Regions from separate parts of the Mus musculus genome. Here all the other regions are linked to region 3. Evidence: chromatin contacts called from public promoter capture Hi-C data. All regions are on one chromosome and are shown on one strand. The core of a region is the stretch at or near the end of the contact, and the rest is flanking DNA. Distances in the headings are between cores, read along the strand shown. Region 1 holds the start of Mycbpap (MYCBP associated protein). Region 2 holds the start of Acsf2 (acyl-CoA synthetase family member 2). Region 3 holds the start of Abcc3 (ATP-binding cassette, sub-family C (CFTR/MRP), member 3). Region 4 holds the start of Chad (chondroadherin).

What was found. Capture Hi-C pulls out chosen DNA fragments and counts their contacts.
Region 1: a contact with region 3 is called in a promoter capture Hi-C map of adipose tissue. The contact joins the promoter of Mycbpap here to the promoter of Abcc3 in region 3. A contact is called at or near these places in 2 of 39 promoter capture datasets (embryonic stem cells and neural stem cells), 1 of 15 datasets of contacts at CTCF or cohesin (the NIH/3T3 cell line), 2 of 484 Hi-C or Micro-C datasets (the AML12 cell line and nephron progenitors), 8 of 115 datasets of contacts at active chromatin or transcription factors (bone marrow-derived dendritic cells, bone marrow-derived macrophages, effector CD8 T cells and 3 more) and 4 of 9 other capture datasets (adipose tissue, embryonic stem cells, liver and 1 more).
Region 2: a contact with region 3 is called in a promoter capture Hi-C map of liver. The contact joins the promoter of Acsf2 here to the promoter of Abcc3 in region 3. A contact is called at or near these places in 6 of 39 promoter capture datasets (the 3T3-L1 cell line, HPC-7-derived erythroid cells, embryonic stem cells and 3 more), 1 of 484 Hi-C or Micro-C datasets (liver), 4 of 115 datasets of contacts at active chromatin or transcription factors (bone marrow-derived macrophages, embryonic stem cells, memory CD8 T cells and 1 more) and 3 of 9 other capture datasets (adipose tissue, liver and pancreatic islet).
Region 4: a contact with region 3 is called in a promoter capture Hi-C map of adipose tissue. The contact joins the promoter of Chad here to the promoter of Abcc3 in region 3. A contact is called at or near these places in 4 of 39 promoter capture datasets (hippocampal neurons, liver and second pharyngeal arch cranial neural crest), 2 of 115 datasets of contacts at active chromatin or transcription factors (bone marrow-derived macrophages and pancreatic cancer cells) and 3 of 9 other capture datasets (adipose tissue, liver and pancreatic islet).

The regions. Positions count from the first base shown.
Region 1 is chr11:94,520,022-94,527,360 of GRCm38.p6, reverse strand. It overlaps Mycbpap (MYCBP associated protein), which reads left to right and starts at 5,859. Exons shown (of 19, transcript NM_170671.2): 1 at 5,859-5,961. The coding sequence starts at 5,916.
Region 2 is chr11:94,599,738-94,606,591 of GRCm38.p6, reverse strand. Acsf2 (acyl-CoA synthetase family member 2) reads left to right here and starts at 4,806. Exons shown (of 16, transcript NM_153807.2): 1 at 4,806-4,949. The coding sequence starts at 4,822.
Region 3 is chr11:94,390,216-94,397,346 of GRCm38.p6, reverse strand. It overlaps Abcc3 (ATP-binding cassette, sub-family C (CFTR/MRP), member 3), which reads left to right and starts at 4,357. Exons shown (of 31, transcript NM_001363187.1): 1 at 4,357-4,476. The coding sequence starts at 4,432.
Region 4 is chr11:94,560,638-94,567,955 of GRCm38.p6, reverse strand. It overlaps Chad (chondroadherin), which reads right to left and starts at 2,909. Exons shown (of 4, transcript NM_007689.5): 1 at 2,088-2,909; 2 at 1-158. The coding sequence starts at 2,858. Acsf2 (acyl-CoA synthetase family member 2) reads left to right here. Exons shown (of 16, transcript NM_153807.2): 11 at 5,038-5,145; 12 at 6,565-6,716.

The DNA of each region.
Region 1 (7,339 bases), core at 4,610-7,109, 130 kb before region 3:
GGTGGGGGTGGGGGCAGCAGCTACCACACAGGATGCTGATGTCTCTCTGAGCCCCCTTCCCCACCCCACCCACCACGACGGCCTTTGTGTGTCTGTCATCCCATTCCAAGAGTGGGTACACTGGATCAGAAAGCAAGGCTCTGTTCTCTGACGCATCCTCCTCATGGAACAAGATGGAACCTATGTGACAAGAGATCAGAACTCTGCTGCCATAAGGGCAGAACAGAAGGTGACAGCAGCCTTGTGGTAGACAATGCCCCTGCCCTAAAGAGGACAGCCCAGGTTAGGGCAGAAGTGACACATAAGCACGGGCTTTGCTCCGGAGTATCTGGAAGCCTCATGTTCACTCTTGATGCCCCTCCCCCCACCTCCTCCCCCCCCAAAAAAAGATTTGTTAGGTCCTTCCTGCTCAAGAACGGAAGAGGAATCTGGGCATGGTGGCTCTCATCTGTAATCCTAGTCCTGAAGTAGCTAAGCCAGTGACAGTGTGGCTTGAGGCCAACCTGGGCTACAAGGGACTTTCAGAAGAGCCACATAGTAAGACCTTGCCTCATGGAATTAAAAAAAAAAAAAAAAAAAAAGGAGGGGGCGGAGTTTGCGGCTAGGGGGAGTGGTCTGTGTGTTGCCTCTGATGACAGAGTGAGCCCACTGTGCAGATGGTATCCAGCTGTCTTCAGGGCTGAGAATGATGTAAGGTCCCACTGAGTGTCAGCTAAGCAAGGATACCGTGAGGAGACAGTGGCCTGATGTCAACTTTAATAAGGGTGGCAACCAGATGTGAGGCCAGCTGTGGAGAACAAATGAGCTTTGTGTGTGTGTGGCCAGATGTAAGGAGGCATGGGTATAACTAGGGAGTGGGGCAAATGTCTTTAGAGGTGTAAAACAAGTGGGGAGCCAGAGGGCGAGCCATCTGTGAAAGGCTTGAGGTCAGGTGACCCCATCTCCAGCTTTGGGAGGTGACGGTCCCCTGAGAAATTAATGATACAGCTGGCGGGTTTTTATCCAGGGAGGCTGTTTAACCTCTGGAGAGAGTAGCTGACAAAATACTTTACGCTTTGCTGGGTGGAAATAAATAGGGACAGGAAGCAGGCCCTTCCATCACAACTTCTGTAAGCCCAGCCACCAGCTGCTCTTCCCTGGAAACGGCTCAGAGTTGGTGTCTGGGAGGGAGCCTCGCTGGCTAAATGATACGCGCTATGCCTTTAACTGGTGCTCCCTCAACTCGTCCTTCTGGGCTTTTGGAACCTGTTGTGTCCTTGTCTGGAGTGCCTGGCACCAGTCCTGTCTACTGCACTCTTACCTGGGTGGCCCACCTCAAACTCTGTCCTCTAAGGCTCAGTTGCTCTCCTCCTGCAGTTGTCAAGATGAACTTGGTCATGTCTGCCGCACTTCCCAGCGTGTACGTTCTGTTTTTGGGACACCCAGTTCTAGCTCCAAGGCACACTGACCTTGTCCTCTTCCCACCCAAGAGTACGAGAAAGAGCTTCAGGGCATCCCTGTGCTTGAATGGGAAATAATGTACAAAATTAAATAAAGGGCCTGTGGGATGGCTCCCAGGGGTGAAAGCTGTTGCTACAGAGCCTGATGCCCTGAGTGTGGTCCCTGGGCCCCACATGTTGGAAGCAGAGCACTGACTTCTGCAAGTGGTCCTCTGAACCTCCACATATGTGCTGGGGTACACTTGCCCACACACGTACATACACACAAGAAATAAATGAGCAGGGTGGTGTTGACACATTGCTTTAATCCCAGCACACAGAAGGCTTTGCAGCAGGATCTCTGAGTTTGAGCCCAGCCTGGTCTACAGAGTAAGTTCCAGAACAGCTAGAAACATTTCTATACAGAGAAACCCTGTCTTGAAAAACCATATGAGGGCTGGTGAGATGGTTCAGTGGGTAAGAGCACCCGACTGCTCTTCCGAAGGTCCGGAGTTCAAATCCCAGCAACCACATGGTGGCTCACAACCATCTGTAACGAGATCTGACACCCTCTTCTGGAGTGTCTGAAGACAGCTACAGTGTACTTACATATAATAAATAAATAAATAAATAAATAAATAAACAAATTAATTAATTAATTAATTAAAAAGAAAAACCATATGAATGAATAAATAAACAGATATGATAAAATGTTAAAAATAATGCTGGACAGTGTTAATGGATACCTTTGGTCCCAGCACTCAGGGGGCAGAGGCAGGTGGATTTTTGAGTTTGAGGCCAGCCTGGTCTACAGAGTGAGTTCCAGGACACCAGGGCTACACAGTGAAACGCTGTCTTGAAAAACCAAACCAAACCAAACCTTAAAAATAAACGTGAAGATGAATGAGTTAAAAACAGACAGACAGACAGACAGACAGACAGACAGACAAACAAGGAAACGATTCCTAATGCTGTTCTGCTACACTCATGGATAGGTACTTAGCCCCGTCTGTCATCAGAGCGGCTTCCTCTGGAAGCTGACAATCCTGAAGGCAAATGTTAAGTGGAGAGAGAGCCCAGTCTCCATCAGCCTCTTCCATCAGGTCTCTCCCCTGGGAAAGAGGGAGAGGAGGAATTGTGGGGAGTTGAGGCCACCGGGAGAGCATGGTTCTCAGAATCATCTAAGCCTCACAAAGACTGGAGCAGCTATCATGGAGCCTGCGTGGGTCTGTGCTAGGTCCTCTGCATCGATGTTATGTTTGTTGGATTGGGCATTTTTTTTATAATTTTAATATTTGTGGGAGGACTCTGGATAGTGGGAGTATCTCTGACTCCTTTGCTTGCTCTTGGGACCCCTTCATCTAGCCTTGCTGTGAGGGTTTGTGCCTGATATTATTGTGTCTTGTTGTGCTGTGTTTGATTGATGCCCCTGGGAGGCTTGCTCTTTCTGGGGAGAAGTTGATCTGATGTTAAGGGGAGGTAGGGGGAACTGGGAGGAATGGAGGGTGGGGAAGCTATACAGTTGGGATGTATGGTATGAGAGAAGAATTTAAAAAGAGAAGAAAAGAAAAGAAAAGAAAAGAAAAGAAGAGATAGTTTACAAAGCAAGTTTAGAACCTAACAGACTTAAAAACTGTTTAAATAAATGAATATGCAGATGAGTGCATAATCAAAATGTGGTATTCAATTGAACATTGTTCAGACATGAAAATGGAGGAACCGTGTGTTAATCAAAACAAGAGCAAACAGCCTGTGGCTTATACACAATATCCAGAATAGGCCAACCATATGGCCAGTCTGTAGTTGCTAGGGCCTGGAAGAGAAGAGAATGAGTGGTAGGTACAAACTTTCTTCTGAAGAGTGAAAAATATTTTAGAACCAGATGCAGTGATGGTCACTAAATGCTGCCAAGCTGTGCAGGTTAAAATGGCAAATTGTATCATCACCCCTGTTCGGTCACATTAAAGAAAGTCAAATGTACATTTCCAATGGGAAGAGTTTTAACTTTGACCAGGTTCTCAAAAAGTTAAGAAGCCCTGGTCTGGTCCAACGCTTTCCTGAGGCAGAGGCAGGGAGACCCATAACAAAGGGCGGTCACTTGGGCTGGTGGGTGAGCCGCCAGGTTGCCTACCTGCCTGACCATGCACCCTGCCTCCCCTTGCCCTTTGATCCCACTGAACTGCCCCAGCTGGGCTACCCATGAGCCATGTAACTCCACAAACTTAAAAGGCCTTCTGGGAGCTGGGTGAAGATTGGAGTAACAAGAATGTTTGATTTTCTCTTGAGGACTCCCAAGCATCTTGAGAGCAGGAGGAGGCATGTCTTACCTTTCCCCATTTTGCACAGGGCTCCTAAGTAATGGTGTGTTCCTTGGGAGTGAATGGCCCCATCTCCCTTTGGAGGGTACTCGGTCAACTGCGTCTGAGGACTATTCTTTATCCAGAAGACATTCTGGGTTGGCCTAGACTGTTAGATCTGTACGAATTTGAGGTGCTCTTAGCTAACACGTTCATATTTTTTTAAAAGTTATTTCATTCTTTTTGAGATAGATAGGGTCACACTGTGTTAGCTAGGGTGCCCTGGAACTCACTATATAGCCTAGGGTGGCCTCAAACTCACTACTCTCTTGCCTCTCCCTCGCCAGTGTTATTCCAGACATGCATGGGCAGTCTTTTAACTGACAAGTAATGATTGCTTATGTTTATAGGGTACACGTGATGTTTTGATACCCTCCCCTTTCATCCCTCATTAGCTTTACAGAAAATGTGTATGAGCCCTCAACACTGAGACCCATTCTCAGAAATTTCTGTTGGTTCCTGCCCGCTCTGTTTCTTACAGATTAATGCACAATGAAGATAGTTAGGAATGCACAAATCCTCCCTTCTAGAACACTCCCTAGTCCCAAGTTATGAGAAAAAGACACACACGGAAGAGTGTTTGCCAGAAATGCTAACCACAGCAAAATCCGTATACCAGTCACTTTAACCAACTCAGACACGGGTTGTTTTTGCCTCCTTTCCTTTTCCTCTTTTGCTCTTTTTTTTTCTTTTTTCTTGACATGGTTTTATATAGCCCACACTGGTCTAAAATCCTCTGTGTAGCACCGGATGACCTTGAACTTCTAATCCTCTTGCCTTTATCTCCCAAGTGGGAGGTCTTCTTTAGATCCACACTAGTCTACTGCTCTCACCACCCTGAGCAAGAGATAAGATGTAGAACCCACCACATTCCGGAAGGGCTATTTTTGTTTTTAAGCATTGCACAATTGAAGTGACTACCTGCCTGGTACCTACATACCTTCCCTTGACAAACCATACCAGCTAGGGACTAGCTCAATGACAGAACACTTGCCTAGTGTGTACAAGGCCCTGAGTTCAATTTCCAGTGTTGGAAAACAGAACCAAACAAAGTTTCATTTACCCATGCTTGGAGATGCAGCACATCTGTAGGCTCACTGTTGGGAGTTAGATAGAAGGATCTGGATTAACCCCTGCCTTAGCTGTAGTAGTAAAGTCTGAGGATAACATGGGTTAAAAGAAATATCTTTAAAAAGAAAAGGAGAAAAACAAAAACCATGAGCCCTCCTCGGGGAGGTTGTCACGTAGCCTGCCGTTTTGCTGCTAGAAGCTCTTTCCTTCTCCACAACTCAGTCTGTCATTCATGCACACCACATTTCTCAAAGAAACAGTAGCTCCAACGCGCACTCCCTAACCCCCCATACCTCATTTTCATAACCTGTCCCTTGGAGGACACAGGTGACAGAGCATCTCCCTGGAGTGTCCTAAATGCCGCCCCAAGTGTCCCTGAAGTGAACTGAACCAGAGATGCTGTGAGTGTGACTGAGAAGGGAGGCTGCCCTTGGAGCATGTGTCCAGTCACAGGGAGCGAGGTCGAGAGGAGTTTGTAGTAGTCCTGGAGAGGGATCCAACCTCAGAAACAAACCTGATAATTTCTGAATGCTTTAGAGCTCTGGGTAAAAATGAATAAAGGAAGGAAGGAATGACGTGGATACACTTAGAAATGTGAGGTAACGGGAAAGTACATCTTCACGAGAACCAAAGGCAGCATGTCTATGCAAAGACCCCAAATCTGGTAAAAGTCTGACTGGCCTAGGAAGTGATGGCTGATTAGTGGGCAGGGCAGATGACAGGCCGGTGGAGGCGGAGTCTGGGGCACTTAAACTAGGAAAAGTAGTCAATGCATGGTCAGCCTGGTGTGAGATGAGCGTGCCGGAAGCCTGAAGACTGGTCAGCAAGCGGTGACCCAGAGCAGAAACATCTGGGGAGTCTAGGTGGGAGATCCTATGGCGGCCGAGGTTGCTACTGTCCCCATTCCAGTCACTCAGCTTCGGCCAGTTCCTACAGCAACCCTTTGTCAGGCCCAGTCGATGACGCCTTGGCGCTCTTTAGCGCCTCCTGTGACGTCAAGAGTCTGACCGGGGCATTCTCGGGGTCTGCGAACAAGCCTAAGGAGCCGCTTGCGGTGCAGGAGCGCGTCATGATGAAGAAGATTACTGAAAGGCAGTCCCCGCTCAAGTTGCTCGGTGGGTGCGCGCCCCCTGCGCGTGGCGCTGGTTGCTATGGACGCTACGGCGGCCGCTTGAGGGCGGGATCGCGGCGGGGGCTGCCGCGCTGCGCAGTCATCTTAGGGGCGGGGAGCACAGGGCCAAGGCAGGTAACCCCGGACGGCACCATGAAGGCCATCAAGAAGGAATCCCGTCTCAAAATGCCAACCAGCAAGATCCTGGAGAACGCAGAGAGCGTCAAAGGTTGGCCCTGGAGGCCTTGGGTGCTCAGGAAAAAACAAAACAAAACATACAGGGATGCTTGGGAAGGGATTAGGACGCAACAGATACCAGGGAGGGTCACTGTAGCCTTGGAGTACAAAACATGGGCAGAAATCTCAGAAGGGAGGCACAGGGTCCTGATGTTTGGTGGAGGTAACATGGCAAGTGAGGTACTAAGAGAGAGCTTCCGGGGTCAGTGGCAGGGGACAAGCCTTGGGACAGGAGGAGTAAGAGAGCTCCAACTCAAATCATATATTAGGGTGGTACAGGTGGCAGACTCCTGGGATGAGATGCCCAAGAACCAGGGAGCACCTGATGAGGTTCTTGGGAATTGAAGCAGGGGCCACCTAAGAGTCTTGGGGGGGGGGGGAATCCACAAGTAAAAATAACACCCAAAACTCTTAACTCCATTGGTTTCAGAGTGCTATTTATGTCTTACCACTTGGCCTTTCTAGCCTTGTGACAGATATCTAGTTTAACGTGAACTACCGTGATTGTTTCCATTGGCAACCACTCCCCTTTTTGAAAATTTCCAGCTGGGGATGGAACCCAGGGTCCCTGTGTATGCTAAGCAAGCATTCTGCTACTGAGGTATCCCTTGCTCTGTTTTTTATTTATGGAGGTCTGTCCTGTGCAGACACTGGTTGACACTGGGATTGTGATTCCAACCCTCAAGAAACACAATCAAGACCAGGAGGAATAGCAACAAACTTAGCAAACCAAATATGGACACCTATGGAAGTTATGGGTGCTCAGAGAGAGCTTCTGAACTAGGCCTCAGTTGGTAGACTTAGAGGGAAGGGTTTTCTGCAGTAGATGGCATTAAAGAAAAAGATAACTTAAAAAAGAAAAAAAAAAAAAAAAAAGGAAGGGCTTGCTTTCCTGGGCTCAGAGAGCAGTGCGAATTCATGGATCAAAGAGCATAGGATCCAGAGAACTCAGTGCAGCTAGGCAGGGGCCAGACCATGAAAGGGCTTCCCAAGCAAAGTCAGAAAGTCTTGGTGTGTGACCTTGCAGGCCCTGAGGGGACCCAGCCTCCTAGCGCTGGTACAGCACACAGTGAGGAGAGGGCAGGCCTAGAGTCAGTAGAATCCCCTTGGGAGGCTCAGAGAACTAACAAGATTCTAGTGGGTTT
Region 2 (6,854 bases), core at 3,557-6,056, 210 kb before region 3:
AACTGGTGGGAAGTCCTGTTCTGGCGCTAGGATCCACACTCCGGGTTAGCTGGCTGAGCTTCTGGGAGAGTCTCCTGTCTTCATCTCCTCCCTTGCCTTAGGAGTGCTGTGGTTGCTGATATATGTTACTACATCCTACTCTCTCCCCCAAGCCCCCACACCTCCTTTGATTTTTGAAAACAGGGTTTCTCTGTGTAGCCCTTGTTGTCCTGGAACTCACTCAGTAGACCAGGCTGTAGATCTGCCTGCCTCTGCCTCCCCAGTGCTAGGATTAAAGGTGTGCGCCGCCACTGCCTGGTCTGCATCTTACTTTTTCCTGTGGTTTCCTGGATGGTCCCTGGTCTAACACCAGGCTTTTGTCTAGGAAGTGTCTTTTATGTTCAGAGCTATCTTGCTGACTTCATCAGAAATTTTATTTGTGATATGGCCAACTTTCAGGCTGGCTAAGTCTACACAGAGAACCCTGTCTCAAAACTTGCTATGTAGATCAGCCTGGACTCAAACTCATAGAAATCTGCCTGCCTCTTCCTTTCTTGATTTTTCCCCCCAAGACAGGATTTCTCAGTGTAACCAGCCCCGGCTGTCCTAGATTCTTTGTAGACCAGGCTGACCTTGAACTCACAGAGATTTACCTTCCTAGTGCTGGGATTAAAGGCATGAGACTCCATACTCTGCCCCTTTGAACTATTTTAATTACCTTAGTTTTATCTTCTCTCTTTACTTTTGAGTGTTTTTTGTTGTTGTTGTTTTTTTGGTTTTTCCAAGACAGTGTTTCTCTGTACAGCCCTGGCTGTCCTGGAACTCACTTTGTAGACCAGGCTGGCCTCAAACTCAGAAATCCGCCTGCCTCTGCCTCCCGAGTGCTAGGATTAAAGGCGTGCGCCACCACGCCCGGCACGTGTTTAATTTTTTTAATTATATTTTTAATGGGTCTTTTGTTGCAAATAGGTTTGTCCCTAGAGAAGTATAAATGCCTATCTTCTCCTTTTAAGGTTCCAATCCTTCTTGGATTGGATTCCTTCCAAGTCTGCATTGGAGGACGAATAAGTGTATTGAACTGTCTTATAGGCATGGACGAGGGGTTGCTTATGGGAGCGTGAGTGACACCCCCCTCCAAGTTACCAGACTGGGAAGTCTCCACTCAACTTGGACAGAGTTCCCACCAGCTAACCTTTCCCAGACCTACACAGTCTAGTACCTCAGGCACATGCCCTGCAATTAGGGTAAAATTCCATATAAACGGAGGAGTGGCTAGAATCTAAGCGACAATCTTATGACTCTCCCCACCCATTCCTTTGAGAAACTCCAGAGTCAACAGTCTCGTGTCAGCAGGCACTGCTGATCTGATGAAGATGGTGGCTTTTACTCAGAAGGCTGCACCCTGCAACACCCTCGAACGATAGCTTCATTGGGGGTTGTGGGGGTTTTTTTGTTTTTGTTTTTGAACATTCTAGCTGTGTGGTGGTGGCACTTGCCTTTAATCCCAACACTTGGAAGGCAGAGGCAGGAGGCTCTCTGTGAGTTCAAAGCCAGCCTGGTTTATAAATCTAGTTCCAGGATAGCTAGGGCTACCCAGAGAAACCCTGTGTCAAAAAAACAAAAAAACAAACAAACAAAAAAAAACCCAAATCAAACCAAAATCTAAATCCATATTCTTTCCTTTATGCATTATTACCTGAAGATAGGATATCTCTCTATTTATTTATTTATCTATCTATCTATCTATTTATTTATTTATTTATTTATTTATTATTCATGTAGAGACAGGGTCTCATTGTGTAGCCCTTGCTGGCCTGAGACTCACTATGTAGATCATGTTGGCCTGGAACTCACAGAGATCTGCCTGCCTTTGTGAAAGATATGTGCCACACCCAGCCTTATTTATTTACTGAAACAAAGTCTCAGTATGTACTCCAGGTTGGCTTGGAAGTGGCTGGGGATTCTGCCTGTAGGTGCAGCTGACACCTTAGTTTATTATATTTTACTTATTGTTATCTTTTCGCTCTTGTTTTTTGTTATTATCATTGTTGTTGTGTGTGTGTATATGGTGCTGGGCATTAAACACAGGGCTCTCAACATGCTAGACAAGTTCTCTATAATTTTTAGTTTAAAAAAGATTTATTTTATGTATTTGAGTACACTGTAGCTGTACTGATGGTTGTGAGCCACCATGTGGTTGCTGGGATTTGAACTCAGGACCTTAAGAGCAGTCAGTGCTCTTAACCACTGAGCTATCTCTCCAGCCCCACTTTTTTTTTTTTCAGTACCGGGTTTCTCTATGTAGACCAGGCTTGCCTTGAACTCAGAGATCTGCCTGTCAACTAAAGGTGGGTGTGTGCTGCCATGCCAGCTTACCTTTTATTTTGAGACAGCATCTTTCTAATTGCCCAAGCAGGCCTTGACCTTTTAATCTTCCTGCTTCAATCTCTCTAAAGTAGCTGGTATTATATATCTATCTATCATCAGGCCTGCAACACAAAATTTATAAGACTATTGGCCTCTACCTTCTTCCTTCTCCTCCACCACCCCCTTTATCATTTCAGCTAAGACAATTTCTATGGCTAGAGGCATTATACTTGTTTCACTGTGATTAGATTTTTTGGACACAGGAGAACATGTTGACAGATTTATAATCTCAGCACTTTGGAGCAGGAGGCAGGAGGATCAGGAGTTCAAGACCAACATCAGTTACTTAGTAAGTTTGAAGCCAGCCTGGGCTTCATGATACCTTGTCTCCAAAAAATAGCAACAGTAGGAGCCCAGGAGATGGTTCGGTGGGTAAGGGTGCTTCCTGCCAAGCGTAATGACCTGAGTTCAATCCCTGGACTCACACAGTGTAAGGAGAGACCAACTTCAACAAGTTGTCTTCTGATCTCCATTGTGTGCACGTATGGTGTGCACGAACAAATCACATAAGATTGGCCACAGTGGTGCAAGTCTGTAATTCCAGAAGACAAAAGGAGGCAGGAGGATCAAAGTTCAAGGTCATGCTAAGATTTATACAGATGAGGTCAGCCTGAGCTATATGAGACCCTGTCTCAAAAAAAAAAAAAAAAAAAGCTACTTCATGTTGACATTAGAGCCCCTTTCTCTGTCTGTCTGTCTGTCTGTCTGTCTCTTTTTTTTCTCCCTAGGGTGGCCACAGACTCCCTGTGTAGCTGAAGATGACTTTGAGTTCCTGATTCTCCTACCTTTATTGCCCTGGCTGGAATCATGCAGGTCTATGAGTCCATTTCTGAGTCAGAGAAACAAGGGGAAGGCGATAAAGGCTTCCCCAGGCTAGCCCATAGGACAGGCAGAATGGCTTATCTTCCCTTCCCCCCAAGACTCACTCAGAGACTAGTCAGGAAGAGAAAGGGTCCCGGGGACCAGAATGTACCCTTCACTTTGCCAGGACAATTATTTATCTAGAAGGAATCAACGATTTGTCCAGGGTCATCCACCAAGCCTTCAAGGCAGGGCTTGGCTCCTGAACTTGGGATACCAGTCAGCACCCTTCACTCCCTGGGCCTGGCTGTCTGAAACCACTGTATACATTTGATTTGGAGGGCATCATGCCGTTTCAAGCCCAGCTTTTCAAAGTCTCTCCTCTTGACTTGTTCTCCAACGGAACACAGATTCTTTCCAAAAAGCTGTCAGAGGGAGAGGGAGAGGGAGAGAAAGAGAGAGATATCTGGTCACTCTGGAGATCAGAGAAGGAGTAGCTGTATTAGTCATGACCCCAGCTGAACCAGATCAAGGCAAAGGTTCACCAGGCTAACCTCCACCCTCCGCCAACTGTTCCTCTGCCTGGCTTTCTTCATTCCAAGTCAGGAGAAGGGAAGCCACCCGGCCGGGGGCCTTTCTTCTCTTCTTTCCCAGATCGTTCAGGACAACGAGGAGCTAGAAAGTGGAGGACTAGTGTACTCATCTTTGGACACCCAGCGCACAGCCTGAGCACTCACCTCTTGTAGATCTTGTCACCCATCCTCCTTGGATGACGTTAGAATACATTCCTAAGGGCACAGCTAGAGGGTTGAGTCACAAAGTCAGGGTCCTTTGGAGCCTAGGGGAGCAGCTGAGGAAATTGTGTTTAAGGCTTCAGGCTAGAGCAGAAAGAGGGAAGGTAGGATACAACAGACGCGTCCCTGATGCCACCTAATCTTGTCTACCTGGTACTCTTCTCAGAGTCGTGGGGAGGATGCAAGGTCGAAGTAAAGCTGACTCTTAGCCTCTGGCCAGACTAGCACCTTGGTCCCCGGAGGTCTCCGAATACAGAGGGGTTTACCCATCAGAGCGGTAGGTCCCAACTACCTTTCCTCTCCCCAGAGGCCCTCTGCTCCAGTTGGCAGGCCTCAGGGGCACTCGGGGCAGATTCCTTTGGCCTGTAGCTCAGCACCCAGGAAGTCCCCACGTGACCCAAGCCCTACTGGGCACGTGGGACCAACCAGTCCAGGCATTGTCATCTGGCTCTATATAGACTGTTGATTGTTTTCCCGTTTATGAAACTCTTAGGCCCTCCAAAGTTAGAGTGATGATTGCAGGAAGGCCCTGTATTGTGCTGCAGAGCCGGTCTTGGGAGCCCCGGGAGGGGGAGGGGGGACAAGGGCGGGACTTCGAGGGCGGGCTTGAAGGGCTGCAGTTCCCACGCAAAGGTGGCCAGGACCGAGTCGCCACTTCCCGGCCTCTCCTCGCCCCGCCCCGCCCCGCCCCGCGGGGACCCAGTCCTCCTCACCCCATAGGCAGAGCGACCCTCCCGCCTCCCCGTCCGCTTCTTAATTACCCTCGCCTCGTTCACTTTCAAAGTTTACTCCCGGCCCGGACCCGCGGCGGAAGCGAGCCATGGCTGTCTATCACGGGATGCTGCGCTTCGGGAGGCTGTGTATCGCGAGCCTGGGGGCGCGGGGCCCCCGGACGCTGCTCTCTCGCCCTCGGCCGAACTCGAAGTTGCAGAGTGTCCGCGCTCTCAGGTACCCCGAGCAGCATTCCGAAAAGAGAGGGGGCTGGGCAGTCCCGAGAAGGGAACTTGGGAGTTCTGCAGTGCTTGGCAGGGGCTGACCCCACTCTGGGTAGCCCTCACACACACTACCCTACCACCTAGGCAAAGGGAAAAGCCAGGCCTGCCCGGGATCTGGGGCTGCTGCTCATAGCCACAGGAGTCCCAGGCTGAGTTCAAATTCTAGTTCAGAATTCTGTATGCGTCCCATGTGGTACACAGAGCCAGGAGTGGAGGCTTTTTAACAGTACACCCGAGGAATAGAGCTGAATACTGCTAGGGCATTCTCTCAGCTGTATTAACTCCCGTGAAAAATGTGGGGACCGTTTGGGGGTCCACAGGGCACTGAGTATAACAGATCTTTCCTTCCTTTGTTTTCTTTTCCTTCCTTCTTTTCCTCCACCACCTCCTCTACTTTTTGGAGCAGGGTTCTCTCTGTAGCTGTGGTTGTCCTGAAACTCGCTCTGTACACCAGGCTAGCCTTGAAATCACAGAGATCTGCCTGACTCTGCCTTCTGAGTGCAGAGACTAAAGACCTGTACCACCACTGCCCGGCTTCCTTCCTCCTTTCAGTCATTACCACTTCTGGGCCCATTTTTTCATCTGTCTTCAGTGCAAGATCTGGGAAAGGGGTTGGCAGGAGAGAGTTGGCTGAATAAATCTAATATGACCAGACACGGAGGGGACTGCAGGAGCTTGCTGGGGAAAGGCCAAGCTGGGAGAGTTGGCTGTGCAACAAGGTGAATGGTGGTATCCTCTGCGTCCAGTAGGTATGCACATCGCCTATCCTGCTCTACCGCACGGAAGGGCAAACTACTAAGCCTGTTGTCCGTATTATTGTGCAGGCTGTGGTCTTGGAAAGGAATAGTGGAGGCACGGCAGAAAGAGGAATATGTCTCAGAAAACACTACTAAGTTTAAAAGACACTACTAAGGCCGATGAGAGTAGTGGTGTGTACCTTTAAGGCAGAGCCAGGGTTTCTGAGTTCAAGGCCAGCTTGGCCTATGAAGTAAATTCCAGGACAGTTGGGGCTAAACAGATAAACCCTGTGCACCCAATCAAAAGACAGCCCCCCTGAGAAGAAGTTGGACGGACAAGTTGGAAGATGTCTTTTTGGCTGGAACTCTCAGGTTCTGAGAGCTAAGTGCCTTCTGAGAATTAAGAAACAAACTGGTGTGTGTGTGTGTGTGTGTGTGTGTGTGTGTGTGTGTGTGTGTGTATGTATGTATGTATGTGAATTAGCACTCTAACACTGATGTTAGTACATGTTCAGCTCCTGTGAAGTGCTTTAACATCCCTCTGCCTTCTTTCCTGAGGAGACCTAGGGGCTCATGGCTCCATGCACATGTGATTTTTGTTTTTGTTTTTCCTTCCTTCCTTCCTTCCTTCCTTCCTTCCTTCCTTCCTTTCTTTCTTTCTTTCCTTCTTTCTTTCTTTTCTTTCTTTCTTTTGGGGGAGGTTTTTTCGAGACAGAGTTTCTCTGTGTAGCCCTGGCTGTCCTGGAACTCACTCTGTAGACCAGGCTGGCCTTGAACTCAGAAATCCACCTTCCTCTGCCTCCCAAGTGCTGGGATTAAAGGCGTGCGCCACCACGCCCGGCTGTTTGTTTTTTAATATGAGTACACTGCAGCTGTCTTCAGACACACACCAAAAGAGTGCATCGGATCCCATTATAGGTGGTTGTGAGCCACCATATGGTTGCTGGGATTTGAACTCAGGACCTCTGGCAGAGCTGTCGGTGCTCTTAACCGCTGAGCCATCTCTCCAGCCCTCACTTGTGTTTTAAGTGCAGGTGAAGGCAACTGATAAATGTGTTTTCCTTTATCTCTCTCTACCTTACCATTTTGAGGTAGGGTACTGAGCCTGGGACCCATTGATT
Region 3 (7,131 bases), core at 3,108-5,607:
CTAGCATAAAATGGAGTTTCTTTAGCCATCAGAAAACCACCTTGGCTCATACCTCAGACTTCTTGTTATCAGTGTTTAGCTCTATCCAAAGCCTCCTATCAATTGTTGGGTTCCTCCATCTCCCAGCTGAGAGCAGCCAATCCCTGGAATCTTCCACCTAATGATCTTTGGCAAACAGGTGCAATTCATGTAAATTTCTCTGTTCACTGAAAAAAAAATTGTCCACGCTTGCATTGGTGCTTTTTCAGGCATTGTCCTTACTACCTCGCAAACACATGAGTCTGCTCAAGCTATCTGTAGACCCTTGTTAACTGCCCTCTCTGTAATGGGAATCCCCAAACAAATACAAACAAGGGTCCCACTTACATAGCTAAAACGTCTCTCTTTTTAACAATTTTGGGAAATTCACCTATCTCATGGCATTCTCTATAATCGCCAAGGACAAGCCATAACTGAACATGCCTACTTCTAACCAGAAATCGAATACATAAACAAGAAGGTAGGGACAAGGGGGTTGGCTGCTCAGGAATTAGCTTTAAAAATGGTACATTATTCCTCTCAATTCCCCTCACCAAAACTGCAGAAAAACATGTTAAGAAGCAAGAGATTTTACAAAAAATGAATGGCTTTATATGAACTCCCTCAAGAATCCAACCAATAGCTGGAAGCTCCTCCTCCCCAAATAGTCAGACCCCTCCCCCCATTAATCAGAGCCCAGGCTCCACATCTGTGTTTTCTCCTCTAGGACCTCTCTTGATCCCAGTGTAGGTGCTAAAGTCAGACTCTGAGCTGCTACCAAAAGAGAACAACCTGACAAATTCTACTGAGTTCCAAATCCAGTGGCCTTGCTCATTTGCCTCCTGCCTTTACCACCTTTTCCACAGAACCATTGGAACTGAAGGAATGAACCAGGAATGGGTCTTTCTTCTTTCATGAGAGTAACTGGTTAGTCAATCGACAAACACTCCCTGAGGACTCAGCCAAGCACTGTCTTGGGTGATAAAGAATACTACAATAAAAAAAGATTTATTCCCTGTACTCAATGTTCACAGACCATTGGGGAGGCAGTAGTTGTGATATAGGGAAGAGACTTCTTGTTGATTTAGACAGGTTCTCATATAGCTTAGACTAGTCTCACACTCACTGGGTAGCTGAGGCTGGCCTTGAACTTGTGATCTGTTACCTCCATCTCCCAAATGCTGAGATTCCACTTATGCACTACCATGCTCAATACTGACAGAGATCTTGAAGGATAAACAGAGTTTGGCAAGTGCAGTGGTCAGCAGAGTTAGGAAAGGGTCTGCTTGGGAGGTGAGCTAGGGGCAGGGGTGCAATAGCCGAGGGTCCGGGAAGTACATTCAGTCCAGGGAGCTACCTGGAGTAGCCATGTATGGAAGCTGCATACAGAAGAGGGCCCTTGGTACCTGTACCAGATGGAGCTCTGAGGCCCTGGTAAACTGTGGGAGGTCTCAAGGCCTGAGCTTTCTTGCTTGGGTGAGACAAGCAATCAAAACAGCAATGTCCTGCAAACACTACTATAGTAGTCATTTTACGGAGGGGGGGTATTCTACATCTCCTTTTGTTCTCAGATATATGCAGGGCATTTCTATGCTCACTTAGCCCGTTTAGCTCCCAAGTAAATAACACAGAGAACTGATGATTTTATTAACAAGCTGCTGGAACTAGAGCTGGGCAGATAGTTGTATATTTTAACCCTCTATGCTATATTGCTATTTCCCAGTCATGTGCCCCAAGTCACTTGCCAATTTGTCCTACCTGGCCTCCTTCTGCTATAGTTGTCTGTACTCAGGGCAAACTTCTCTTGACCACATGCTCATGGTCCATCCTGCCTCACTCGACTTCCTTCTCCCTCTTCTTTCTTCCTCCGCCATGGTCCCTTCCTGAGACCCTTCCCTCGATTGTGAGTTCCACCTTTCTACCTCCTCTGCCAGTCACAGGCTCCAGCTTTTTATTAGCCAATCAGAGATCATTGGGGAGCATTCTTTACAGCATACCGGTCATTACAATGCCTATCTCTGAACTGTAACTTGATCTTGTGGTACAGAACTCAGCACCTGAACACACAACACTCGAGACCAACGCTAACACACTATGCTTGTTCTTCAAGGAACATGGGGGGAAAAAAGAGAGACCACATTCCATAAGAGGCCAGTAGGAGTGCACCCCAACATTTCCAGAGGGAGGGGAAGGCAAGGATCACCAAGGAGTGCATCATGACTTTGGAGAGACCAGAGAAGGCAGAAAGGATGGAAAGGCTGATGTCATGGAAGAGGGTGCTTTGCTCCAGTGCTGCACCCAGATTCCTGCTCTCAAATTGGAGGCCTAACAAAAGAACTTCACGCTGACCTTGAGCTGGAAGGTCTCAGGGAATGAGAAGGGTTAACTGGGGTTGGGGGAGGCTCATCTTCCTAAAGGATTCCAGAGGAAGGTCCCTTAGTCTCCTCAAGCTCAGAATCACACTGGTGGGTTTTATCCATGGCCCGACTCCAAGAGAAAGCCCAGTAGTAAAATGCCATGGAGGGGTGCTGGGAAAGTCATGTTCAAGGTTAGCGGAAGGCTCAGAGATTGGTTCAGATGCTTTGATCTTAGATGCCTAGACTACAGGGTAGGAAAGGGGCTTCCGTGGTCCTTTGCTAACTCACTTTGTCCATGAAACTGGTCCCAGAGACATGAGGAGCCTGTCACGGTTACATAGGGTACTATAGATACTACCTGAGGCATGGAGGGGAGGTAGGCATGACTGCTGGCTGCTTTGAGGACCTTCCAGAGTCTTCACACAGAAGTGTAACCAAGGGCACGCTGACAAGTTACGGAAGCTCCACGAAGTCTTCTGTACAGAGGTTGGAGGAAGACAGGATGGGAGAGAAAGGGGCAGAGGGAGGAGAGAAATCGAACAGGTGACTAACTGTCCCACCCCCACTCTACTAGCTTCTCCCTAATCTGGCTTCCAGTACTTCGTGCCTGCCCAGAGGGGTAACGGATGGTCTACACTGTCCTACCGGGTCCCTCCAACGCCTTCAGGAGGCTAAAAATACCCTGTCCTGACTGGGAAACAAATGCCAACCACACACACACACACACACACACACACACACACACACCAAGAGCTTGCAGATAGAGACAGGGGTAAATTAGACCAAGAGGATTTCTGCTCACTCCAGAGAGGTGTGGGTGAGTTGGGATCGTATCAGGGAAGAGAGAGAAGGAGGGGAACCCAGCGTAGCCAAGCTGGGAAGGCCATTTTACAGACTGACAATGTGGAGGCTCAGCGTTAAGACACGGGTGCACGCCTTTAATCCCAGCCCTTGGGAGGCACAGGCAAGCAGGTCTCTGAGGTCGAGGCCAGCTTGGTCTACAGAGTGAGTTCAAGGGTAGCCAAGGCTATTCAGAGAAACTCTGTCTTAAACAAACAAAAAAACATAACAGTGAGCCGGGTGTGGTGGCACTCGCCTTTAATCCCAGCACTTGGGAGGCAGAGGCAGGTGGATTTCTGAGCTCGAGGCCAGCCTGGTCTACAAAGTGATTTCCAGGGCAGCCAGGGCTACACAGAGAAACCCTGTGGTTTCTCGAAAAGCCAAAAAAAAAAAAAAAAAAAAAAAAAAAAAAAAAAAAGCCATGACAGCAACAACAAAGGGTCAAGGTGTTAGTGAGGGATTTTCCTGAGGCCTCACTAGAATTAACCTAGGTTGGGTATTACATGTAGTCCATGCGGGTTATAGTTTGTTTTGTTTTGTTTTGTTTTTTCTGTTGAATCCTCAGAAAACTCAGTGTGAAGGATTCTATTATGGTGATCCATACTTCACCAGTGCAAAAGTGGGGAAGAGAAGTGCCCTGGGCAAGACACGGGAGCCACAGAACCTGAGAAGGCAGCAACTTAAGGGGACCACAGGGAAGTCATACACCCATCTATTTGGTACTAGGACCAACTTCATGCCCCACTCCCCTGCTGTACACATGTGCATAGACACATCACATAAATGTGCTGGTCTCAGTTCTCTGGTAACGTATGAAGAAAGAGACTAGGCTCACGAGCACTTCACATACTATAGACAATGATCTCCTATTTATATATAAAGCCAGAAATGACCCTACCTTTAGAAAGGACTTCTTTTACAGTGAGACTCATTCTCACGTCCATCAGCTTCGGGGTCTATAAGCTCAGGGACTAGTACAGTCAATTAATTACCCATCCTTACTCTACTGTCCCTTTCTTACATTATCCTTTAGGTACCAGCACTTTTACCAAGGCTGTGTTGCAATCGCTGGGGACAGGGAGAACTTGACCCAGAGGGCCTGAGGGCGGGGCGGGGAGGAGTGCCTATGGAGCAGGGAGTCAGAGGCGGTTCCGGGGCAGATCTGCTGGGGCTGAGCTGAACTGAGATTCCAAGTCCTGCGGTGCACCAGAGCCACATGGACCGCCTGTGCGGCTCCGGAGAGCTGGGCTCCAAGTTCTGGGTAAGAAGCGTCTCTTGGTATCCGTGCTACGGAGGAAGTAGGTGTCAACCGTGGGATGTCTGGTCTCTCGCCCCAACACAGCCTTCCGGAGGACGCACCTCCGGAGTGCGGAGTGCGGGAGCAGCAGCTGATGCCCTGGAAAGGCGGATGTGCATAGTCAGACCTGGGAGGGTCTAAGCTCCAAAGGGGGAAGAATGGGCGCAGAAGGATGTATAGCCACGGCTGTGCCTTGACCTACCGCGGGGAGAAGCTAGGCAGAAAGGAGGCTCCTGGAATCTGTAGTTGCAGGGCGCCAAGAATAGGGAAGCTCAGGCGCTTGCCTGTTGGTGTAAGTCTCTCTGTCTGGTGGATCCCAGGGACTTTTTGCGTTTTGCATAGAAGAACACTTTGTATTTTGCCTGCATCCCTAATGAATGAATCCACCCGACCCCACCTCCACTGGACCCGACCCAGTAACTGTGCCTTGGTTGTTCATCCAATCTTCCTTGCCTATACCCTAGGGCATCCAGAGCCCTGATCCGTCAGGACTTGGTACAGCTAGACCTTCCAGGCCCTGTTTTGGGAGGCTACTGTTTCTGTGAGCAAGATCCACCTGCAGGTCTGTGAGGAGACCCTATCTACACCCAGGACATATGAGAGAGAGAGAGGAGAGAGGAGAGAGAGAGAGAGGAGAGAGAGAGGAGAGGAGAGGAGAGGAGAGGAGAGGAGAGGAGAGGAGAGGAGAGGAGAGGAGAGGAGAGGAGAGGAGAGGAGAGGAGAGGAGAGGAGAGGAGAGGAGAGGGAGAACTGAGGTGTCCAAGCCCAAACCTTTCCATTGATAGATAAGGGAAATGGGGGTCTAGAGAGGTAAGGAATTGTGCCAAAACACCAATTCCACGAAACCAGATAAAAATAAAGTAAGTTAAAGCAGGTCTTTTGTACTGGGGTTATAGCTCAGGGGCGTGGCGCTTGCCTGATATGCAGGAGACTGGGCTCAAAACACAGTACCGTGAGGGTATGGTATGTGCGCACGCGCACAAGCTCAGTGCAGAAAGGTAACTTTCTGTGTCTCTCCTCAAATCCTTGTATCAGTCATCTTAAGCGTCTGAAGTGTGTGCAGCCTCAGCACTTGTTCCTCCACCAGGCAAAGCAACTGGGGACACAATCTCAGCCTCACAGGCAGAGTGTGACACGGGGCTACTTTCTCATTACCCAGGGGTTGCCCGCCCTTGTCTGGTTTCAAATCTAGAATCCGAATCCCAGTCTGTGTTTCTTCCATGACGAGTATTTGTGTATATGCATCCGGTGTGTGCAGATGTGCGTGTGCAGGGATGCGGGTGAGCTGTTTTGCACAAACGTGTGCTGTGTGTCTGTGTGTGAACAGGCATGTGAAAGTCAAGAGCCACACTCCAGTGTTGTCATTTAAGGTATCTCGGACTGGGCTGGGCACAAAGTGTAACATGGACTTGAGAGAAGTGAAAGGTCCTGAGTTCTCCTCCGCTTCCAGCCTCGCAATGCCAAGAAGCTGAATGTGGCTGCACAGCCTGTCATCCAGTATTTAGGAGCTGGAAATAGAACCAGAAATTCCAGGTTATCCTTGGCTACAGGGCAAGTACCAAGGCCAGCCTGAGACACATGAGACTTCATTTCCAAACAAACAACAAAAAGAAAAAATTAAAAGTGCTTCTTGGAGACTATCCTTTTCCTTTGGGTCACTAACTGGTTCTAGCTCAAACCATGAGGAGTGCCCCCATCATCTAGACTGGAGTGGCCACTCTCCTCTGAGGTCCAGAGGGAATACACTGGCGTATGGGCGAGCTTCTCTTCTCTGCTCACTTGGACTTGCCAGGCGTGACTGTGGCATGGTAATGATCACAGTGACTAGGCAAAAAAAAAAAAAAAAAAAAAAAGGTGATAAACAGGAGGAAGGGTGTGCCAAGTTTCAGGTGCAACCTTCCTGGTCGTCAATGAAGCCTTGAGTAATTAGAACTTCCCAAGGCATTGCGCCCCAGAGGCTGGAGATAGAAACCTGTCCGAAGTCAGGGATATGCAACACAGGGGCTTAGCTAAACCAATCTTTCAAGGTAGAGACTTGGGGTGACACCTGGCTGGTATAGCAGTGGCAAGATCACCATTTTGTTCCAGAGTACTGGACTAAGATTGGCCCGTGTCATAGTGCCAATCTTCCCACGTCTGGCTGCACTTTTGAGCCTCAGGCACCCCAGCCCTGGAACATAGTACTGTGCCTGAGGCTATGTGGGTTGGATCTCATCTCTACTGTGGCCCTTTGGAGTGGGGGTTGTCTCTATGCTTCGATGTCTTCAATGATGGGGGGCACGGGGGTGGGAGGGGGAACCGACTACACCTCTGCCCATCCCAGACTGAAATGATCCTCCAGGTGATCTTGGCTTCTAAAGACCATTACTGGTTGCACTTGTCAGTGGCTTCATGTTGGGGTGTGAGAAAGCAGCAAGCTTTGCATAGTTCAGCCCTGGGGAGTGAGGGGGGTGTTGCAGAGCTAAGATGTGGAAGGGTCTCCGGTTAGGAGGCTGAAGCCTAAGCTACAGCTCAGTTACTCAAAAGGCTGACTTTCTGGGTTACTCTTTTTTTTTTTTTTTTGTATGCTACTTTGCATCTCATTTGCATCATATATAATTCAGCTATACCTTTGAACCT
Region 4 (7,318 bases), core at 1,660-4,159, 170 kb before region 3:
AGGCCACGGAGCTGGCAGGTGCATTTCCATGGGTTGTTGGTGAGAGTGAGGGTCTCCAGGTTGTCAAAGGGGAAGGAGGAAGGCAGTTGGTTCAGGCGGTTGTTGTCCAGATGGACGTGTTTCAGTGTGGTCACACCCGAGAAGGCAGCATCTGAGAACTGTGAGGTGAGGGAGGCAGAGTGAGCACCTCAACTCAGTCTCCTGGCTCCCTTCTCAGAGGACCAGGGTTGTCTTTCCCTGGACACACGCCCTGGCCTGTTGAGGAGCCACAATGATGTCATCCTCCACAACACCTTTTTTTGAGAGAGAGAGAGAGAGGGAAGGGGTCCTTCCCAATGTGTAAACGGAAAAGGTTCAGTCCTTTGGACAGGGTCACCTAGCTAGTAAACAGTAGCTGCAGGACCACACCCTGTCCCCCACCTCCTAGGCAGCACCCTCCCTGCACAAACACTGGGTCTGGGGAGCAGGCAGAGCTTGGCTTTGAGTGCCCGGGCGGGCACACGGTGAACCTGGTCAGTGTTTGGTGGGATGGGCAGTGTGCCTGGGGCGGGCACACGGTGAACCTGGTCAGGGTTTGGTGGGATGGGCAGTGAGCCCAGGCTCCCCACAGCCCCCTGGTCCCAGGATTTCCCCCAGTGGTGTCCTCATTGCTCTGCCTTCTGCTAGATGCTATTTGTGGAGCTCTCTGTGGGCACTTTGGCCAGGATGGATGGCTCCAGAGGAAATGTATTGGTGCCCTCCTCTGAGCCTTGGTGCCAGTTTCTCTCTGGCCTCCTCATTCTTTTTTTTTTTCTTTTTTCTTTTTGGTTTTTGTGAGACAGGGTTTCTCTGTGTAGTCCTGGCTGTCCTGGAACTCACTCTGTAGACCAGGCTGGCCTCGAACTTAGAAATTCGCCTGCCTTTGCCTCCCAGGTACTGGGATTGAAGGCGTGCGCTACCACGCCCGGCTTTGGCCTCCTCATTCTAAATCAGCCTTCGTATGCTGTTCTACTGGCCACTGTTTTGTCACTAGGGTGGTCTACATTTAGCTGGGGTGAGGCCAGGCTAAAGAAGATCCACCCAGAAGGCTCCATCTACCTAGATAAGGTTGGCCTTCTGTCCTCAGCTCCGTATCTGTGACCTCTCACAGACCAGATTGGGCTGTGACGTTCTCTACAAACAAAACTACTCTACCTCGCTCTGGTCTCTGCCCGAACCTTCTGGCTGAAACTGTGTTGTGTACCAGGGTGATTCCCTGAAAAGGACTTTGCTCCTAGACAGCCCCGACCAGGCTAGCCTGAGCATCCCAAGGGAGGAAGAATTGAGGAGTCTGGGATCTGGTGACTGGGGAAAGCAAAAGTCAACAAACTGTCTGCTGGACAGTGAGACAGTCAGTCTGTGCTCTGAGGAGACACTTGGGGGGGCGTGTGCCAGGGATTGCATGTGTTTATTCACGGGCTGCAAGAGCACCAAGCCAGCAACTCGGTGAAGCCAAGTCAGGTCTCCGTGTCTTGGTTTCCCGTCCTTATTTGAAATCGACCCGAGGTTGCAATAAAATTGAGTGTGTTTCGACCCACGGAGGGAATGGGACGAGGGTGTGGGAGAGTTCTCCTTAAGGTACCTGCTCCCCAATTCATCCTCTGGCCTCTCACTTTACCTTAGCAACACAGGCCAGCACCCACTGGGAACAGGCACTCTTTGTGTTCTCTCAGCTTCTGGAAGGTGCCTCAGTAGACAAACCTTCCTTTATGAAATGGTAGGCTTGCAGGAGACTGGTAAGAGAGGGGTGGAAAGTCCAACAGGAAGAGGTGTCTGCTGTTAACCGTGGGGTCTGGGGCAGATGCCTCCCCAGAGGCCATTTGTGGGACCAGAACAGTTCCATCTCTTACAAGGAGTCCCAAGAGAGCCCTGCTGAGAAGCCTCGGGACCAGGTAAGGGTGAGAAGGATGGGGAGGGGTGTGTGTCAATGCAGAGAGAAGTGGCAAAGGCCCCTTGCTTTGGAGGATAATCTGAGTGACAAGGAGTCCAGGAGGAGGGAATGCTGTCCCGATGTGGTCCTGGGGTGGCATCCTAGAAAGAGCCGGGAGAACTGCAGCTGGGGCACTTACCTTCTCCAGGTTGGTGTTATCCAGCCAGAGGGTCTCCAGATATCTACCGAAGGACTGGAAGGCATTGTCTGGGATGCTCTTCAGAGGGTTGTGAGACAGCTTCAGCTCCTCCACCACCCGAAGTTTGCTCAGGGCGGCTGAGGGGTAGCTAGACAGCTGGTTCTTGTCCAGGTGGAACTTGGCTAGGTTCTCCACATCATCCAGGGAACCAGGCTGCAGGGAACTGAGGGCATTTTCTGACAGGTAGAGCCAGCGCAGGTCCTTGGCCCCCTGGAAAGCTCCAGCACGCAGCTCTCGGATTTTGTTGTTGTTGAGTTGCAAGATGAAGAGGTTGACCAGAGGAGAGAGCAACCCCCGGGGCAGTTCCGACACTTTGTTGTGGTCTAGATAGAGGTAAGTGAGTTCAGTCAGGTCGTCGAAGGCTCCAGCTCGCAATACCCGGATGTCGTTGTGGGACAGGTACAGGTAGATAAGCTGCTTCAGGCCTCGGAAGGCACCAGCCGCCACCTCGCGGATGTTGCAGTGTTGCAGGTGCAGGGAGACCAGGTTCGGCATGGTCCGAAACGAGTTGGCAGCCAGCACCGGGAAGTTGTTGCGCTGGAGATTGAGCAGTTTGGTTGTCTCTGATACCTTGGGGATCTTCTGCAGCCCCACCTTGTCGCAGATGACATGCTGCAGATCTCCATGGCAGTGGCAGTTTTGGGGGCAGGCGGCTAGCGCAGGCAGGAGGATGGCAAGAAAGACCAGACTGAATAAGAGCGCGCGGGCCATGGTTGGAACGCCTTGAGCCTGGGCTGGGGGCTAAGGCAGCGACAAGTCCTCGACTCTCGGGTCTCCCGGCCCATTTATAGGGCAGCCTTGACCGCAGTTGGCAGCGGAGCCAGCTACTACGTGGAGCACCGAAGCCACTGATTTAACCCCTTCCCGCCCAGAGATGCGTCCCCATCCTCGATGGCTGGGGGCCTCTTTTCACAGCAGGAGACCGTGTGTAGGGCTGAGGGCCCTTCCCCTGAACCCCAACCCCTTGGTTCCTGTTTGCAAACATTATGCTGCACCTTCCCCTACCCTCCTCTATCTGGACCAACACCCCGAGGTGGGGTGGACGGTGATAGGTGTGTCGAGGGGCCTCTGAATTTCCACTGGGCAGAGGGAAGTGTTCCCAGAACTTATTTATTTGCTCAAGTTTGAGTTCTCTACGTCTCCCTCCCCCATACACCCTTGGCAGACAGGTCACCCTGGACTCCGGGAGGGAGGAAGTGGGGCCCGACAGCCGGATGCGTCTCACCGCGGTCGGCCAGCCGGCGGCGCTTTAATGGGACTGTTGTGCGGCGCAGGCGGAGCGTGAGAGCTGCTGTGGGTTGGGCTCCCGCTTCTGGGTTCCTCAGTTTATCCCAAGGAGGTGGGGGAGCTGGTTGCAGAGGCTAGCTGACAGCCGTGCGTTTGGCTCTGCCCCTTCTCGGAGCCCAGTGGCACCAGGCCCGTAAGAGCTCCGGATTGTGGGCTTATTCACGACCCCTCTCTTAGCTCTGGGCTTCCTGTTCCCTGTCCTTTGTACCCTCATTCCCCTTTCTAGGGCTGAAGGCCACACAGAAATGTGGGAACTGGTGTGTGTGGGGAGTGAACCACAGGACTGACTGGCAACACACCTGGAGACCACAGGCCGCTGAACAAGCATGGTTGCACAGTCTCCTTCTTAATCTCCCCCAAATATCCTCATCTCCGGATCCTCCCCTCACCGGTGGTTAGGACCCACCCCTAAGGGGGGTCTCAGAGTGGCAGCCTAGTGGCGCCAATGTGTACTTGGCAGAGGCCATAGCTGGGCAATGACCCCAGGACTGTGTGAGCTGGTGGGAAGTGGGGTGTTGGCTACAGGCAACCAACCCTGGCTAGCCAGATGCTAGGTTGTGGGCAGCCCCGCCCTGGTGGACCAGGCTTCTGTTCACTTGCCAGCCACAGTGTCTGGAGTCCTGTGGAGAAGGGAGGGTGAGCAGGCAGGTTACAGCTTTGGCCCAGGGTGAGCTCTGGGTTGCTTGGCCAGAGATGGCTTCTGTTTTTGGGAGGTGGTGGAGGAGACCACAACTACGCCAGAACCACACCACCTGATGGTGTGCGGGCATGGAGGCCACCAACAGAGAGCTGGTAGAGGACAAGGTATCTAGACCTTCTCATGACACTCAATACATAGATGTAGGATTTGGACTCCAAGCCTGCACTTCCCATAAGCCCTTCTTATTCCTTGTCGCTAGAATGGGGTGTGTGGGGGTCATTCTTGGCCTAGAATGTTCTCTGATGGTATTTAGGCTGGCTGCTAGTTTTCCTGATGCACAGGATGTTCTAACCACTGGAGGTTGCAGGGGTAGGTGTGTGTGTGTGTGTGTGTGTGTGTGTGTGCGCGCGCACATGCATGCCACAGGCCTTTTAAATTCATGCTCTGGCTATATTTTTGTTTTAATGAAAATAAACACACAGTATCATCTCCAGAGCTTGTAGGGCACCCACCCTAAGGCCAGGCACTTGTCCCAGGTTGGAGGGGAGTGGTGTCTGTGTGTCTGTACCACTCCCAGCTCAATCCCAAGCCAGGCTGCCTTTCTCATCAAGTTTATGAGGCCTTTGGCTAAGAAGAGAGAGAGGGAGGCTGTTGTGGCCTGAAATCAAGACGGAAGGACCAAAGCAACCTGGAGATGGAGAGAGCAGCCATGGGTATCAGTGATGCCAGAAGCCACAGGCATCACAGGGCAGTGTCGGAACCTTGGCCATGAGAGGACTGGCTTCTAGTCTCAATTTGGTTTCAGACCAGGGGCCCTGCAGAGAGCTGCACTTCTGGCTTCTGACCTCTGGCTCTTGTCCCCTCGCTTACCTCAGTCCTTACTGTTCAGCTACCTAGGGTAGGTCACCCCAGCCCTCCTCTGTCCCTCACTTCCCTTCAAGCCGTCTTTTTTGGCCCCTCTAGGTTGTTTATGGAACCACAGAGAACAGTCCCGTGACCTTCATGAACTTTCCCGAGGACACCCTGGAGCAGAAGGCTGGTAGTGTGGGCAGAATTATGCCTCACACGGAGGTGAGCCCCCGACGGATGCCCTCAGAGCCCACCTCCCACCGCGTGAGGACAGTTAGGACTTTCCATCAGACATCTAAACAGCTCACTCAAATACAGAAGGCCCCAGTGCTGGGGGCTTGCTGGACCTGGCCCGGCTCTGTGGGCTGAAGCAGGGAGAGCTGGCCGGGGGTGGGGGGTGGGGTGGGGTGGGGAGCTGGGACAGCAGCCCTGAGCAGCAGCCAGCCGAACCTCTCCTCAGCCACCCTTCCTGTCTGAGGTGTGTTTTTGCCAAGCCCACTGTCTGTCTTGGGCAGCTAGGCCAGTCTCAAAAAGGAGCCAGAACACAGGGAATTTTTTCCTCTTATGTAGCTGCCCCTGCCTCTCATTCTTCTTTGGTCTGAGCATGGATTCTTCTTTTCCCAAGGTGTATATCCCTTGAAGGTCCCTTACACTTCAAAGGCCCCAGAATACTCCTCAGTCTCAGACTCCTAGCTGTGACTCCTCTCTGGCTCCAACCGTGTAGCTTTATTCAGATCTTACTTAGTTTCTGTGCCTCTCTGGGGCAACTTAGAGGATGCCCATGCACTGGTTCTCCACAGCATCTCAGCCACCCTCTTTGGGATGTACCCTGAGGTTTGTCAGAGAGACAGCCTTCTTCCCATCCCTCAAGGGCAGACATGGAAGTACCCAGACCCACCTTCCCTCGGCACATTGGCCATGGCTCTTGGCCTGCTAGGATTTTGGGTTCTCCCTGTTCTGATCACGTGACGCTGCGGTCATCTTCAGCTTCTTTGTTGCCTTGTGGGAAAAGAGGGGAGACAGTGGCCTTCCCTTCTACATGGTTTTTTTTTTTTTAAAGATTTATTTATTTATTTATTTATTTATTATATGTAAGTACACTGTAGCTGTCTTCAGACACACCAGAAGAGGGCATCAGATCTCATTTTGGATGGTTGTGAGCCACCATGTGGTTGCTGGGATTTGAACTCAGGACCTTCAGAAGAGCAGTCAGTGCTCTTAACCGCTGAGCCACCTCTCCAGCCCTCTGCATGGTTTATAATTCAGCATCTGGCACAACACTCCAGCAGGCCTCCTTTAAGGCTGCTCACTACCCAACCCTGTCCTCAGTATCCTGTGTAAAAACACAGCCAGGGCAGGAATTTAAAAGGCATGTGGCACCCCTCCATAGAGACATACCCTCCCCGTGGTTCAGGCCCAGTGTGGGTCTCTTCATGGCAGTGGATCTATTCAAGCCTCTCTTTCCTTTCCCTGGACTGCCATGAGTAGAGCCAGCAGCTTCATTTCTGAGAGGGTGAAGGAGAAAGAAAAGCCCCCTGTTCCCACCCCCACACCCCCACCCCCACCCCACCCCTATCTCCAAGGACCCTATCCCCAAGGCAAGAGAGCTGGAGGCTCAAGCTGAAAACTCTCCCGTCCCAGGCCCAGATTGTGAATGTGGAGACGGGTGAGCTGACCAACCTGAACGTGCCTGGGGAGCTGTATATCCGAGGGTACTGCGTCATGCAGGGCTACTGGGGTGAGCCACAGAAGACCTTCGAGACGGTCGGACAAGACAAGTGGTATCGGACAGGGTGAGATACCACGATGGTGTGGACACTGGCTACCAAGTGGGGCTAGGGTTCTAAGGCTGAGCTGGGAAAACTAAACAGGATCCCCCTTGACCATGAGACTTGGTTTCCAAAATTTGTCTGGGGCAGGAGCATAGTAATAGATCTAGTTCTTGGATGCCATATGGGAAACCCCAGTGCTGGGGCAGGGTGGGCAGGGGGCACCTCCAAGACTCGCTGGAGATGTATCTTAGTTTTTAGTCTCCTTGTCTACTAGGCTTGAAGTCTTCAGCACCACATAAACTGGCATGGTGAACGTGCCTGTAACCCCAGCACGTGGTAGAGAGGAGTCTAGGATCAGGGCTTCAAGATTATCTTTACCGAGCCAGGCGTGGTGGTGCATGCCTTTAATCCCAGCACTTGGGAGGCAGAGGCAAGCGGATTTTTGAGTTCGAGGCCAGCCTGGTCTACAAAGTGAGTTCCAGGACAGCCAGGGCTATACAGAGAAACCCTGTCTCGAACCCTCCCCTCCCCAAAAAAGACTATCTTTACCGATATAGTGAGTTGAGAGCTAGCCTGAGCTACGAGAGACCTTGTGTCCAATAAGGGGAAAGAAATGGCAGCCT